Regions from separate parts of the Mus musculus genome. Here region 1 is linked to region 2. The links are chromatin contacts, called in public HiChIP or PLAC-seq maps. All regions are on one chromosome and are shown on one strand. Each heading gives the region's core, a stretch centred on a gene start, on an enhancer-like site or on the middle of the called end of the contact. The rest is flanking DNA. Distances are from core to core; before and after follow the strand shown.

The links. HiChIP or PLAC-seq counts read pairs in DNA pulled down with a chosen protein or histone mark.
Region 1: a contact with region 2 is called in an H3K4me3 HiChIP or PLAC-seq map of embryonic forebrain, with 5 times the contacts expected there. The contact joins two enhancer-like sites. A contact is called at or near these places in 1 of 15 datasets of contacts at CTCF or cohesin (the NIH/3T3 cell line), 7 of 115 datasets of contacts at active chromatin or transcription factors (craniofacial prominence, embryonic basal ganglia, embryonic forebrain and 4 more) and 1 of 9 other capture datasets (embryonic trunk).

What each region holds. Positions count from the first base shown.
Region 1 is chr5:120,405,152-120,411,470 of GRCm38.p6, reverse strand. No RefSeq gene overlaps it. Among named protein-coding and RNA genes, the nearest start is that of Gm31976, 23 kb to the left of the region's middle. Within about 2 kb of position 2,325, at least 44 of the 459 cell types and tissues checked have an H3K27ac peak or open chromatin away from gene starts, as enhancers often do. A contact at or near this core is called in embryonic forebrain, where this site is marked.
Region 2 is chr5:120,143,953-120,150,264 of GRCm38.p6, reverse strand. Rbm19 (RNA binding motif protein 19) reads right to left here. Exons shown (of 24, transcript NM_028762.1): 21 at 6,152-6,268. Among named protein-coding and RNA genes, the nearest start is that of Gm10390, 7.8 kb to the right of the region's middle. Within about 2 kb of position 4,089, at least 24 of the 459 cell types and tissues checked have an H3K27ac peak or open chromatin away from gene starts, as enhancers often do. A contact at or near this core is called in embryonic forebrain, where this site is marked.

The DNA.
Region 1 (6,319 bases), core at 1,076-3,575, 260 kb before region 2:
CCCTCCCACAGACACGCATGCAGGCAAAATGCTGACGCACATGAAATAAAAACAAACCATTCAAAACAAAATAAAACAAACAAACAAAAAACCCAAACCAAAATCCAGATCCTGGGTTAGGGAGGAAGCACAGTGGAAGAGCATTTGCTTAACGTATTTCTAGGTTGGGACCCCTGCTCGGAGGAAACGAAAAAGATGAAGTCCCTGCTGGAGCCTTCATAGCCACACAGCACTGTGGGGTCTGTCTGCTGGTGTCCCTTGCCCACAGACAGGGAGATCTGAGGACCACCGGGACAGGGACAGGATGGGATGGCTCATCTTTGGTGAGTCCCGCAGAAGGAGTTCAGGGTGAGCTGTATCAAGGAGCTCCATCCAGGAGAAGACAAGGCTGGGCCAAGCTTCAGGCCAAGTGGTCAGAATTAAGAGGAGGCAAAAGCTGGGGGCCTGGTACCCCTGGCTCTGGAAGCAGAATATTTGGAGGCGGTTTTAGATTCACTGTCAAAGCCACAGGCCTACATAGGTTGCTAGAGACACCTGTGGGAGGTTGGTTGGTGCAGGTCGCAGGGAGCTCTTCCTGGCTCTCAAGCAGAGGAGAAGCTAGCTGGCAGGAAGGAAATAAGACAGTAGGTGATGCGTGTGTGCATGCGTGCGCATGTGTGATGGAGGTGAGGGGACGGGGATGGGTGGGTGGAGGAGGTGTGATATGTGCACAGAAACCCAGACAGGGGTAGTGGGGCTAGAACAGGGGGCAGGGAAGTCTGGGAGGGGACAGGAAGTCACTGACCCTCCTGTCTGAAAGGCTGGAGAAGCCAGTGGTGAACTTTTTTCCTTGTGTGTGTTTGCTGGGGGTGTGGGAGGCAGTGGTGGAGAGGAGATATTCTAAGGTGGGGCATGTCTTTAGATTTATAACCCTGCCAATCTGAGAAGGCTTCCTGGAGGCAGTGGCACCGCCCTCAGGGAGAAGCGAACCAGGAAGACAGAAAAAGAGATGAAGGCAGAATGGGTCCAATGTTCAAAGCATCCTCCTCCAGAGGGGTCTCCTGCATCCTGTGCTCAGCTTACTGGGTCCCCCAAGAGTCCCAGGATCCCTCCTGGGTGTGTGTCTTCCATCAAGATGTGGACAAAGTTGATTAGTGTGGGCGGCAGCCAGGACTGGCGTTTCTAATTAACACGCAGGCGGGGAGAACGCGCTCTCTTCTTCTCGACTCTGTATTCAGCTGATTGAATATCAGGGCCGAGGCTAAACTATGAGTCAAAAATAAAACCTGCGCGCTCCTCTCGTTAAAGAGACAGCGTTCCATTTCCAGGGCTCTGCTCCTCCGGCAGCCTGGGGTAGAGAGGGGACCGATGCTTTGGAAAAACCCTGAGGCTAGGCTGGACACGGGGACTTTCCGGTTCTAGGCAGGGGTCAGCGAATGAGGCTGGGGGTGCAAGGAAGGCTGGGATGGAGGGAGGAAGGGGGGGACTCCAGGTGGGCCCGTGGTCCCCCCACGGGGGAGAGAAAGGAAGAAAGATGGACTGTAGAGAGGAAAAGGCGAGAGGCAGCTTGCTGTAGCAGGGGGAGAAGGGTAGGCAAACACGGGTTCATTAATCTGTAGTTCGTCTGTCTTTCCTGTGAGGTGGATGGACTTGATGGATTAATTAAGTCGCAGTCTGTAAAACCGGTTTATTTGCATAGCAAACTCCTGGGCCAGTGTGCGGTGAGGTGAGTGTGCGCCGCGCAGACAATTCGGGGGAAATTACAGCCTCATTAATATGCTAATCTGGTTGCAGGCCTGGAACGGAGTTTTGGGTTGGTGGTGCTCCGGGGTGGTGGGTGTTTGGTTGCCTAGCAACCCTTTTCTCCAGGTAACCCTTCTCTGGCTTGCCCTTGATATCCCCAAAGGAGCGCCGCTGTGGAAGAGGAGGTAGCTGGGAGCCTGCTGCTGTCACAGAACAGTGGGCAAAATAAAAGGAAGGCGCGCACGTCCACACGCGAGGCCCCATTGTGCCGGTGTCTTTGCAAACAGACTGGGGAGGGGGGAACAGGGGAGGCTGCGTGGGTGCAGGGGACAGACGCCAACAGGCAGAAGCAATGTGGGGTGTCTGTGGAGCCAGACGGGGTGGGAACAGCCCTACACACACACACACACACACACACACACACACACACACACACACACACACAGATGCACACATGTGTGCACATATGCGCGGTTTTGTTTAACAAACAGATCCACATAATGAGACACTCCACATAGGTGATACACCCCCCAAGAGACACCCCAGACCCCGTCCTCACCAATGTCACCACAGACACACAGGCACGAGGTGGTGTGACGTTCACATAATATAAATGATAAATAGACAGTTCTGCGCGTGTGTGCACGCGCGCGGGCGCTGTGCACAGCTGTGCTGGCGGGTCCTGGTGGGTGGGAGTGGTAGGTGTGTGTATTGGTGGACACGCAGAAACATTCACATATGAAGCACAGCCTAAGCCCAGGGAAACCTTGGGCACAGTGTAGGATAGCATTGATGCACCAACACCAAGCACCTGCAGGCTCACAAACAGAACATGTGGTATATGCGTTTAGTCCCAAGTCACAGAAGGCAGAGGCAGTTGTATATCAGAGTTTGAGGCCAGCCCTGGGTAACCAGGGCTACATAGTGATACCCTGTCAGGAAAAACAAAAACCAAACCCAAAGTCCCCAGGCAGGTGGCCATGCAGAACACATGTTTCTCCTAATCCTTGTCACCTGAACTACGTGTGGTGTGTGACTGATGTCTGTATTGAAATCACACCCTGGTGGGCTTTCTGCACCCTGACGCTCTGTGACCACCCAATTTTGTTCTTTCTCTGCCAATCTGGAAGCATCAACTCTTCCGGTTGTTTCTGATAGGTGTACCAAAGCTAGTCGAATGTCCTCAGAGAGTAACTTTCCGTGCAATTACACCTCACCCCACCTCAAAAAGGCACCTGGTTCAGATGGATGTACAGGTGAATTCTGCACAAGATAATGAGAGGCAAGGGATTATTCTATCATACAAACTGTTCTAGAAGAAAAGAGAAACTAGCTAGACGGTAGTGGCATATAATCCTAGCACTCGGTGGGGCATAGGCAGTTCAAGGCCAACCTGGTGTATAGACAGCCAAGGCTACATGGAGAAACCCTGTCTTGACAAACAGACAGACAGACAGACAAGCAGACAAGCCCACAAAACCCAAAACAAAACATAAAATGAGAGGAGCTGTTCTACTCACAACTTTGACAGAACGTTGTGAGCTCTAGACAAGAGAGCATGAGAAGAGACTCATTAGCTGTCTGAGAAACACATATGGAAATGGTAACAAAAATGTACTATGGTATAAAGAGTGAGGGCTATCTAGGATTGGCATAGGTGCAGGCTCAGGGGACAGCCAATCCAAGGAGTTGGAAGCCCACACTTCATGGCTCTAAGTATTGGCAGAGTTGTAAAGGTGTTCAGACAGGCTTGCTCAGTTCTGGAGTGCCTGCAGACAAGCACACACGGAGAACACATGGAATTGTTTCCAGCAATGAGGCTCATGTTGGCAACTCATGGTCCATTGTCAGGAGACTAGGAGAAGAAACCAAGGCACGCGGCTGTGCACTCCATCTTGATGCTAGAGACACACCCCCTTATGGCTTCTCAGAGGACATAGGCTACTATCTACCAACTACCTATTCAAAGATCATTTATATGCCTGCTTCTATATACATAACTATCAAATATCGATCTTTGTACCTATTATCTATATCCATTTATACATCTACTCAATTCTCTATCCACCTATCCATCTATTTGTCCCTCCATTCATCTACCCTCTGTCTATGTATGTTTGTATGTATGTACATATGTATGTATGCATGTATGTATATTGTATGTATCTATGTATGTTTGTACATATCTATGTATGTATGCATGTATGTATCTATGTATGCATCTATCTATGTATGCATGATATATATATGTATTTATCTATATATGCATGCATGTATATATGTGTGCATTATGTATGTATGTATGCATCTATGTATGCATGTATGAATGTATACATCTAGCTGTGTATGTATGTATGTATGTATGCATGTATGTGTATGTGTGTATGTATGTGTGTGTGTATTATGTATGTATGTATGTATGTATGTATGTATGTATGTATCTATCTATCTATCTATCTATCTATCTATCTATCTACCCATCTATCTGTAGTGGTTTGAATATGCTTGGTCCAGGGAGTGGCACTATTAGGAGGTGTGGCCTTGTTGGAGTAGGTGTGTCACTGTGAGGGTGGGTTTGAGACCCTTCTGCTTGCTGCCTGGAAGCTAGTCTTCACTTTGCCTTCAGAACAAGATGTAGAACTCTCAGCTCCTTCTCTTGCACCATGACTGAAATGCTTCCTACCTTGATGATAATGGACTGAACCTAAGCCATCTCCAATGAAATGTCCTTTAAAAGAGTTGCCTTGGTCATGGTGTCTCTTCACAGCAATGAAAACCTTAACTAGGACTCACTCAATCTATCTATCTATCTATCTATCTATCTATCTATCTATCTATCTACTTATCTATCAACTCTTCAGCATCCACCCACCTACCTATTATCTATTCCTCTATTCTTCCATGTTTATATGAAGTTTTGGGGATGCTATAGTCTGTATCTCTTTTTCCTTTATTATAGAATTGTGCTTCTTGGTCTTTTCCATGTGTCCTGTGTGGGCAGGGTGGTGGTGAATTTGATCTTTAGATTCCTTTTGGCCACTAGTGTGTTAAAGGATATTCCATAGGCAGAAGCAGAGGCTTTAGTGTGTGTGTGTGTGTGTGTGTGTGTGTGTGTGTGTGTGTATGTGTGTGTGTGTGTGTGTGTGTGTGTGTGTGTGTGTAGTGAGCTGGGGAGAAAGTATAAGCTCTTGCATGTTTATGATACTTCATGACAAACTGTCCTTTTAGCCTGTGACACCTGTGCCTTTCAGAAACTCTGGGTCCAAGCTACACATCTGGGCATCCTGGATGATTAAAATCACAGCAGAATCATTGCCCATGCATGGAGTGACGGGGGTCGAAATGCATGGTGGGTGCTATAAGCTTCAGAGACAGCAGACTCACTTTAATCACTTTTAAACATTTATTTATGGATTTATTTTTGCATGTGCATGTATGTATGTGTGTGCGCGCATGCGTGTGTGGGTTCGGGTTCGGGTATATATAGGGGAACACTCTTGCTATACCGAATGACTGGAAGCCAAAGAACAACTTGCTGCAGTTGGCTCTCTGCTTCTACCATGTAGGTTTTGGGTATTGAACTCAGGTCATCAGCCTCGGTGGCAAACACCTTTTCTGACTGAGCCATCTTGCCGGTCCCTCCGTGGTTATTTGTTACACAGCATGATCATAGCGGAGAGCTGTCTGGTACAGGAAGAAAGGTAGGTGGGTAATAGGCTAACACACAGCGCCGAGCCTTATTTGGCTGTGTAGACCCATTCCTTTAGGAGTGGGGATGAATCTTCCCCACCCCAGGAGTAGAAAAACCCAACTCCTGAGATCTCCCAGGATTCTCTCACTTCCTGGCAGCACAATTAGGCCCAGTCCTGGCTTCCAGCCTCCTTCCCGAGGGCCGGATCTCAGTCTGCAGAGATGAGATAGGAGCAAAGTCACATTGGCTCTGACCTTCCCTTCATGCTTTGCACCTCGGCCCTTCCTCCCTGAGGCCTTTGCCTACACTGATCCCTCCGGCTTGGTATGCCCTTCCCATGGTTAGTCCTACTTACTTACTGAGATCAACCCCAGAAAATACCTGTCACAAGCTTCCTACACACATCACATTCACACCGCAGGGGCCCTCACACAAGTTCATCCTACTTCATCTTCTCGAGAGCTTTGTGGGCAATCTCACCGTCCCATTTTACAGAGCAGCCGAGTCTCAGAGAGGGTAATTGATTTGCCCCGAGTCACACAGCAGCTGAGTGATGTCAACAACCAGGTTCAGGTCAGGGCTGTCTCTCAGATCTGCAGCTCTGTTGGACCTCTGCCCTGAGATGTCAGCCCGAGTCAGGAGGCTTTGCTGTCACGGGAGCTATAATGTGATTGGACCTGAAGCTCTCACCTTGGGGAAGGCCCTTGTCCCTTAAGAAGTTATAAATATTTCATTTTCCTCTTTTCTGCAGTCCTGTCAGACTTGAGGTGGCATTCTCAATGGCAGTCAGCTGATGGACAGATTGGCGTGGCTCGGTATTGATGAGCTAAGAGGTTGTTGGCTTCCTTTCCTCCCCCCACTTTTTTTTCCATCCTCAAGAACAGAAGAAATCTTGACAGCCATTTT
Region 2 (6,312 bases), core at 2,840-5,339:
AAGTTGGTTTACAGATCAGACAACTGGGGCTGGGGGCGCTCAGCGGCTGAGAACTTGCTGCTCTCATAGAGATGGGCTTCAGTTGCTAACACTGACATGGCAGCTCACAACCTCCTGTAACTCCAGGCCTTTCTGGTCTCTGTGGGCAAATGGCCTCCCACAAAGACACATGTGCACACACGTACACCCACACCATCCCCCACACAGGTATAGATCAGACAACTACTAGCCATCATAGGGAGACTTAGTAAGAGTCCCACAAATGAGACTGGGTAGAAAAGGTGGGTGAGGCGTCACAGCACCGCCTCCTGACAGTGAGACCCAGCAATGGGCAGGCAAGCTGTGGCTCAGGCAGACGGCATGGCTGTACCTCGGGGCAGCATGGGACTTCCACAGGCAGGCGTGGGACATGGGGCCTCACTGAGAGCACACACTATGCTGTCAGAGGCACAGAACTGAGGGGAGGGGCCACTCTCGCGGGACGGTGGCAGGACCAGGAATCGTGGGGACATCTATGTTTTGTGTGGGGCGTTGGCTAAGGTGTGGATGTGTGGGCACTCAAGCATGAGACGCACACAAACCTCTGCATCTGTTTACCTCTGCCCACTTAAGCATGACACTGGGTTAAATGTCTGTCTTCAGAAACCTTTGCCATTCTGAGATTGAAACACGTCCACCTGGAGCCCACGATCCCATGCTGATACTGGATCTCTGAGATGATATCAAAGACAGACAGGCAGACAGACAGACAGATGGAGCCTTGGGGCCCATGTCACAAGGAGCATATAGCCTACACTGTCAAGTATAGCTGAGCACAGGTAGGTTCAGCTGGGAGGTAGGGGACATTACTGGCCCAAGGCATGACATCCATCTTTCCAGAGAGCCAGGGGAACATGAGCCCCCCCTCCCTTTATCCCACTCTCTCTGTGCAGAGCAGTTCAAAGAGCTTGAAGCTTCTAGAAAATACTGCCAGGAACCAGGACAGAGAGCAGCAGGGCCCCGAGTCCCGGGCAGGAGAGGAAGGGCACTGCCTGCCGACAGGGACAGGAACAGGGACAGGGACAGACTGAGCTGTCCACAAAGTCAGCACAACAGGTGTGCTGGGCACAGGAGACCCAGGCCTGTAATTAAGGACTCTGGATGCCTGGTGTGAATTGCCCATTCACACCCTTGCAGGTGGCTCACACCTCTGAGGAGGAAATTGCAGGAAAAGAAAAGAAAAAACAAAACAAAACAAAACAAAACAAAACAAAAAACAAAAAAAACCAGTGTTCTATCTGGAGCCAGAGCCTGGCCAATCTGAGAGGCAGTGGATATCCCCACCCTTCGGGGACAGTCCCAGGAGGATGGTGGGCTCTACAATGGGAGCTAACTACAGCACCACAGAGCTGTGTGACCCTAGGCAAACTGCTTACCCTCTCTGTGCCTCCCAACTTGGACTTCATCAGCATTTTAGGGTAAGGCTCTGCCCAGTAGGGCTGCATATGTGGGTCGCATACTCTGTGAGCATCTTCTGCGTATCCACTGGGCACCAGGCTCCCGTGCACACTGTATGACTCTGGTGATATTGGACCTTACAGTCCAGAGTGGGGTTTTGTTCAGTAAGTAGATAATCACGTGGGCACATGCGTATCTCCACTTGGGGAGCTCGCAGGGAGAATGGGAAGGAGGGAGAGGAAGCTGGAGGGGCTACAGAGTCTCAAATCCAGGAGAAGCTCAACCTCTCCTGCCTGTGGGTGGGGTGGGGTGCGAGCAAGCGGCCAGCCGCGCAGGGAGCTTCTCTGGTGAGTACTACATAACCAGTGGCAGCTGGCAGAGCTGTGTGGGACTCAGGCTGATGAGTTTTCCTATCTTCAGATCCAAGGCTGTAGGCAGCTCACTTCAGGAGCTAGCTCACCACTGCCTGCCAGCCCATATGAACCATATCTGGGCCACGCATGGCCTAGAGTTTGTCAATGGTACCGCAGGCTGTGGTGAGCCAGGCGACAATGACAATCTGCAACAGCCAGTCTTAGGAGGGACCACAGGGCCTCTGGAGCTCCAGGGACACAGGCCCTGCCTCTGTGGGGCAATTTTCACATCCCAAGGGCTCTGCATTCTGGGAAGGTGGGCAACAGTAGGGAATACTTTACAGAGGAGACTGAGGCAGAGGGATGGTCTGGGACAGACAAGGAGCCAACAGTAAGGGCCTTCCCTTTTTTCCTTCCTTCCTTCCTTCCTTCCTTCCTTTCCTTCCTTCCTTTCTTAAAGGCATGTGCCACCACTGTCCAGCAGGCCTTCCCACAGAACAGCCATGCACCTAGACTCCCCGGTCACTGGCTGGGGACCAGGGAAAACACTCAGGCCACCTAGGAATAGGCTGTTTCTATTATATGTACTGTTAGCTATCCTCTGTAGCATCAGTGTGGTGTCTTTTGAGGAAGGAGGCACATAGCTTGTAGGCCTGGGACAGCTCAGGCGTGTTCCTCATCCTCTCAGGTACAGGCAAGGAAGAAGCTAATCTGCCCTCACACAGATGGCCTGCACCCCATGGCGAGGAAGGCAAAGTAAAGGACCTGTAGGTGAGGGGCAGAGATGGGGAGCGGAACAAGAGCACCCTAACCAGACAGCGAAGGGACAGTGCTTTTTCTATACCTCGAGAATGAAAACGTGTGAGCAGAAACTGCCCAGGGGATCTGCGGAGGGCTGTAAGAGGCCGTGGCTGTGCATCCTCCCTGCCTGCCACTCAGGCCTTCTCTTTCCCACCTTGGACTCCTGACACTAGGCTTCCAAAATTCCAAGCTGAGTCCACAGGGACCAAAGGGGAGCCTATGGCTTGGCAAGCTCCCTGTCTCCACCCCAAAGTGAGGAAGGAGAGGCCCCAAAGATGCTACAGTCACTTGGGGGGAAAGAAACCACTGGACGGCACAGCCTAAACTGTGCCCGCCAGACTGAGAATGATGCTAGTGACCCTCCCTCCCTCCTGTCTGTCTGTCCATTCCTCCCCCAGGCAGGAACAGGGAGGTAGCAGGAGTCAAGTTACAGTTCCACACCAACAGAGGAGAAAACTGAGCAAGGCTGGGTGGGCTGGCTTCCAAACATCCTAACCTTCCTCCCTGCCCCCTGTGAAAACCAAGCATCAGCTTTCAGAATGGACACTGCCTTTCCTGAAATTAGAGACTCTGGGTAAGGCCGTCCCAAGGAAGGCAATGGGGGGGGGGCCCTTGGGGCTTGTGCCCATGGCTGCAGCTACACAGCCTGAGCTGCAGTGTGTACACACACACGGTGCACAGACACTCTGAGCAGCCCTGCTGGTCCTTCCACAGGGTAGAGGGGCCTGGGCAGGCGGGTCCTCCAAGCATCCTTGGGGCTGATGGGAGATGATGAGAGAAGCCACTAAGAACCTCTGGGATTCTGCACTGTGGGTAAAGACACAGGTAGTGCTCCTACAGTTTGGGTGATGCTGAACCACAGTCACCAGCCACTGCGACTGCCCCCTCACAGAGCCTCACAGCCTCTCTCTTCCCTGGCCCTCTACAGACAGCGGCAGAAGAGAGGATACTCCGGACACAGGTGCCTTCCCTGGGGTCCTAGCACAGTGCTTCATACAAACACACATTCACCGATGTCCTCACCAAGACAACCTGGGGATGACAAGTCCTTTTATAAACATGGGAGGAAAACAGATATACAAGACCAAGCTCTGGTCAGAGCCCTGAAAGCCACATGGCCAGCTTAGATGTGCAGTCTTGAGCAGGCTGTGCCTCGAGTTCACTTTGGCCAGCTTCAAGTTCACTTTGGCCACAGCAGAAGCCCTCCCATGCCCAGGGCTGCGAGTTCCAAGCCAGCCAGCATGGCAGGCACCAGGCACAGAGCCCAGCACACAGGCACATACCAGGAACGTGGGTTGTGACTCCGGGTGTATCTACCATGAGAAGCGCCCCCAATCCTGCCTGACACAGTAGGTCAACCAGTTCTCCCAAACCCTGAAGCCTTCCTTCCCCTCAGTCAGTGACCTTCCGCTGGCCGGTGGGTGGCTTTGTGTAGAATCAGAGCTGAGGCACGGGCCTCGCATCCCTGGGAAAGTCTCACAGTGACCCCTGCTGTCCACCACTGCAATCGGCCCCAGCTCTCTATCTATCCACTGGGAAGCTAACAAAAGCGAGGCAGTGCCTGTCCAGGACAGTTCCAGCTTCAGGGGTTTAGGACCGCTCAGTCAGAACAATGGCGGAGGGGAAGAGACGCCGAGTGTAAGTACATTCCGCAGACACTAATTCCCTGTCTGCTAAAGAGGAAGTATAATACACAGATCAAACAAAGCACCTTCCCCTGCCTTGCAGTCTATTGTTTCCCTGGATAAATGTCATCCCTGATACACCGTGGATCCGGGCGACACTGTCATCTTGGAGGGATGTGGTTCCTGATCAACACGCACGGTTCTTAGCAACTCCTTTTGAAGCGGCAGCTGTGAGATTGGGACTCTTTAAAAAAAAAAAAAAAAAAAAAAAAAAAGAGGCAGAGGCACCACAGGCGAGCCGGGAGCTAACACTCTCCCTCTCTTTTTGACTGTTGTGCCGGATGCTGGTATGTGGGGAAAAAAGAAAAGAAAAAGAAAAAAGCGCCCCTTGTCCCAGACTGTGACCCGTATCACTAGGCACCGGAGCTCAGACATCAGAGGGGACAGCATGCAGCACTGATTGAGCTGACTGCAGCGGTGAACACCCCCACCCCAGGGGATGGGGAAGAACAGGGAGAAAAGGGATGGGTTTTGAAGCCGATTCCCCAAGCAGCATCCCATCTCTTAACCTCCCAGCAAGAGGAGAGACGCAAGCCTCACAAAGATAATTCCCTCTCTAACTTAGCACTTGTCATGTAGCCTTGCAAGACGCAGACAGGTCATTCTACCAGAGACATCACCCGAGACAGTGACAAGCAGAGGCTGAGCGCTCCTGACATGGCTCCTCCCCAGGCAGAGCCTCAGCAGGCCACGGTGGGGGGGGGGGGCGGGGTGGAGGGGCACTCAAGGCCCCTGTGTTCTCCAAAATCCCAGCTGAACCTCGGCGAATGGCACAGAAAGGTTAAACGCCCCACCTCATGCTCTGAGAACGCGTGCCTTGGGGTGCCTCATGATCCAGTGCCCCCTCATGGGATCACAGAAATGTCTCCTTTAACTTGAGACTCAATACAGGGCCACCCAAGTGAAAATGCTCTTCTATGCACATATGGGGTGGTCAGCCTGAGGCCTGTGTGGATCAGACTGTAAGAGTTCACATACAGAGGGAGGAGACATGGCTGCCTCAGTGGTTAAAAGCACTGGGTGCTCTTCCAGGGGACCCGGGTTCATTCCCAGCACCCAAATGGCAGCTCAGTGGTCACTCCAGTTGCAGGTGATCTCATGCCCTCCTCTGGCCTCTGGAGGCACTGCATGCACACAGTTCGTGAGTGGAAGTTACATGCTCATACATAAAACAAAAAGGTTGGGGAAAAAAGAATTTAAACTGATGGACCACCTTTCAAACCACGAGCAGAATGAGCCTGACGAAACCCAGGCTCCTGCATCAGGCTCCTGTGTGCCGTCACGGCCAGGGAAGGAGAGCCCTGAAGTTAAAGACAACCTACCCCTGTCCCAGCCAGGCTGTCTTTGACTCTCGTCACTTGCCTGGGCCCTAAGCCGAGACTGCATCCTGTACTAACAGACCATGGCCTGTGTTCTGTATGTCACATTCACTGTCCTCCCAAAATGGCTTTTTCCAGAGAGCAACTGAGGCCAGTATCTTAATCCCATGAGGACAACAGGGTCCTCTGGGGACCTGAGGTGAAGGTCCCAGTGTCTGGGACCCACCTTGAAGGAAATGACTCTCCAGGAGCAAAGCCTGCATGGAGGGATATCGGTAAATCCCACAGGGGAACCACAGGCTGCAGCCACCAGAACTGCTATCTCTCCTGATATCTGGGGACAGTGCTAAAGTACAGGCACACACCCAGACATCCTCCTGCCTCTGAGAAGGGAGGTCAGGGCACTCTTGTACCATAATCTCTGAGATTACGGAAGCCAGACCAAAGGCAAAGTTTAGAAAGCCCCATTGTGGGCTTAAAGCACTATCAGTCAGGACCTGGGAAGCCTCGCAGCCTCCAGGGGGCGCTGTGCACACAGCCCAGTGTGGGGACCTACCTGAAAAGCTCCCGGATCTCCCTCTGGTTGGCCTGGAAGGGGATATTCCGCACCAGGATCTTGGAGGTCGTCTGCTTCTTGGGGACCTGCTTCTTCCGAGTTGATGTCAAGGCAGGCCTGGAATGGGGTGGGGGAAAACACCAGGTCATCTGGGCTGCCAA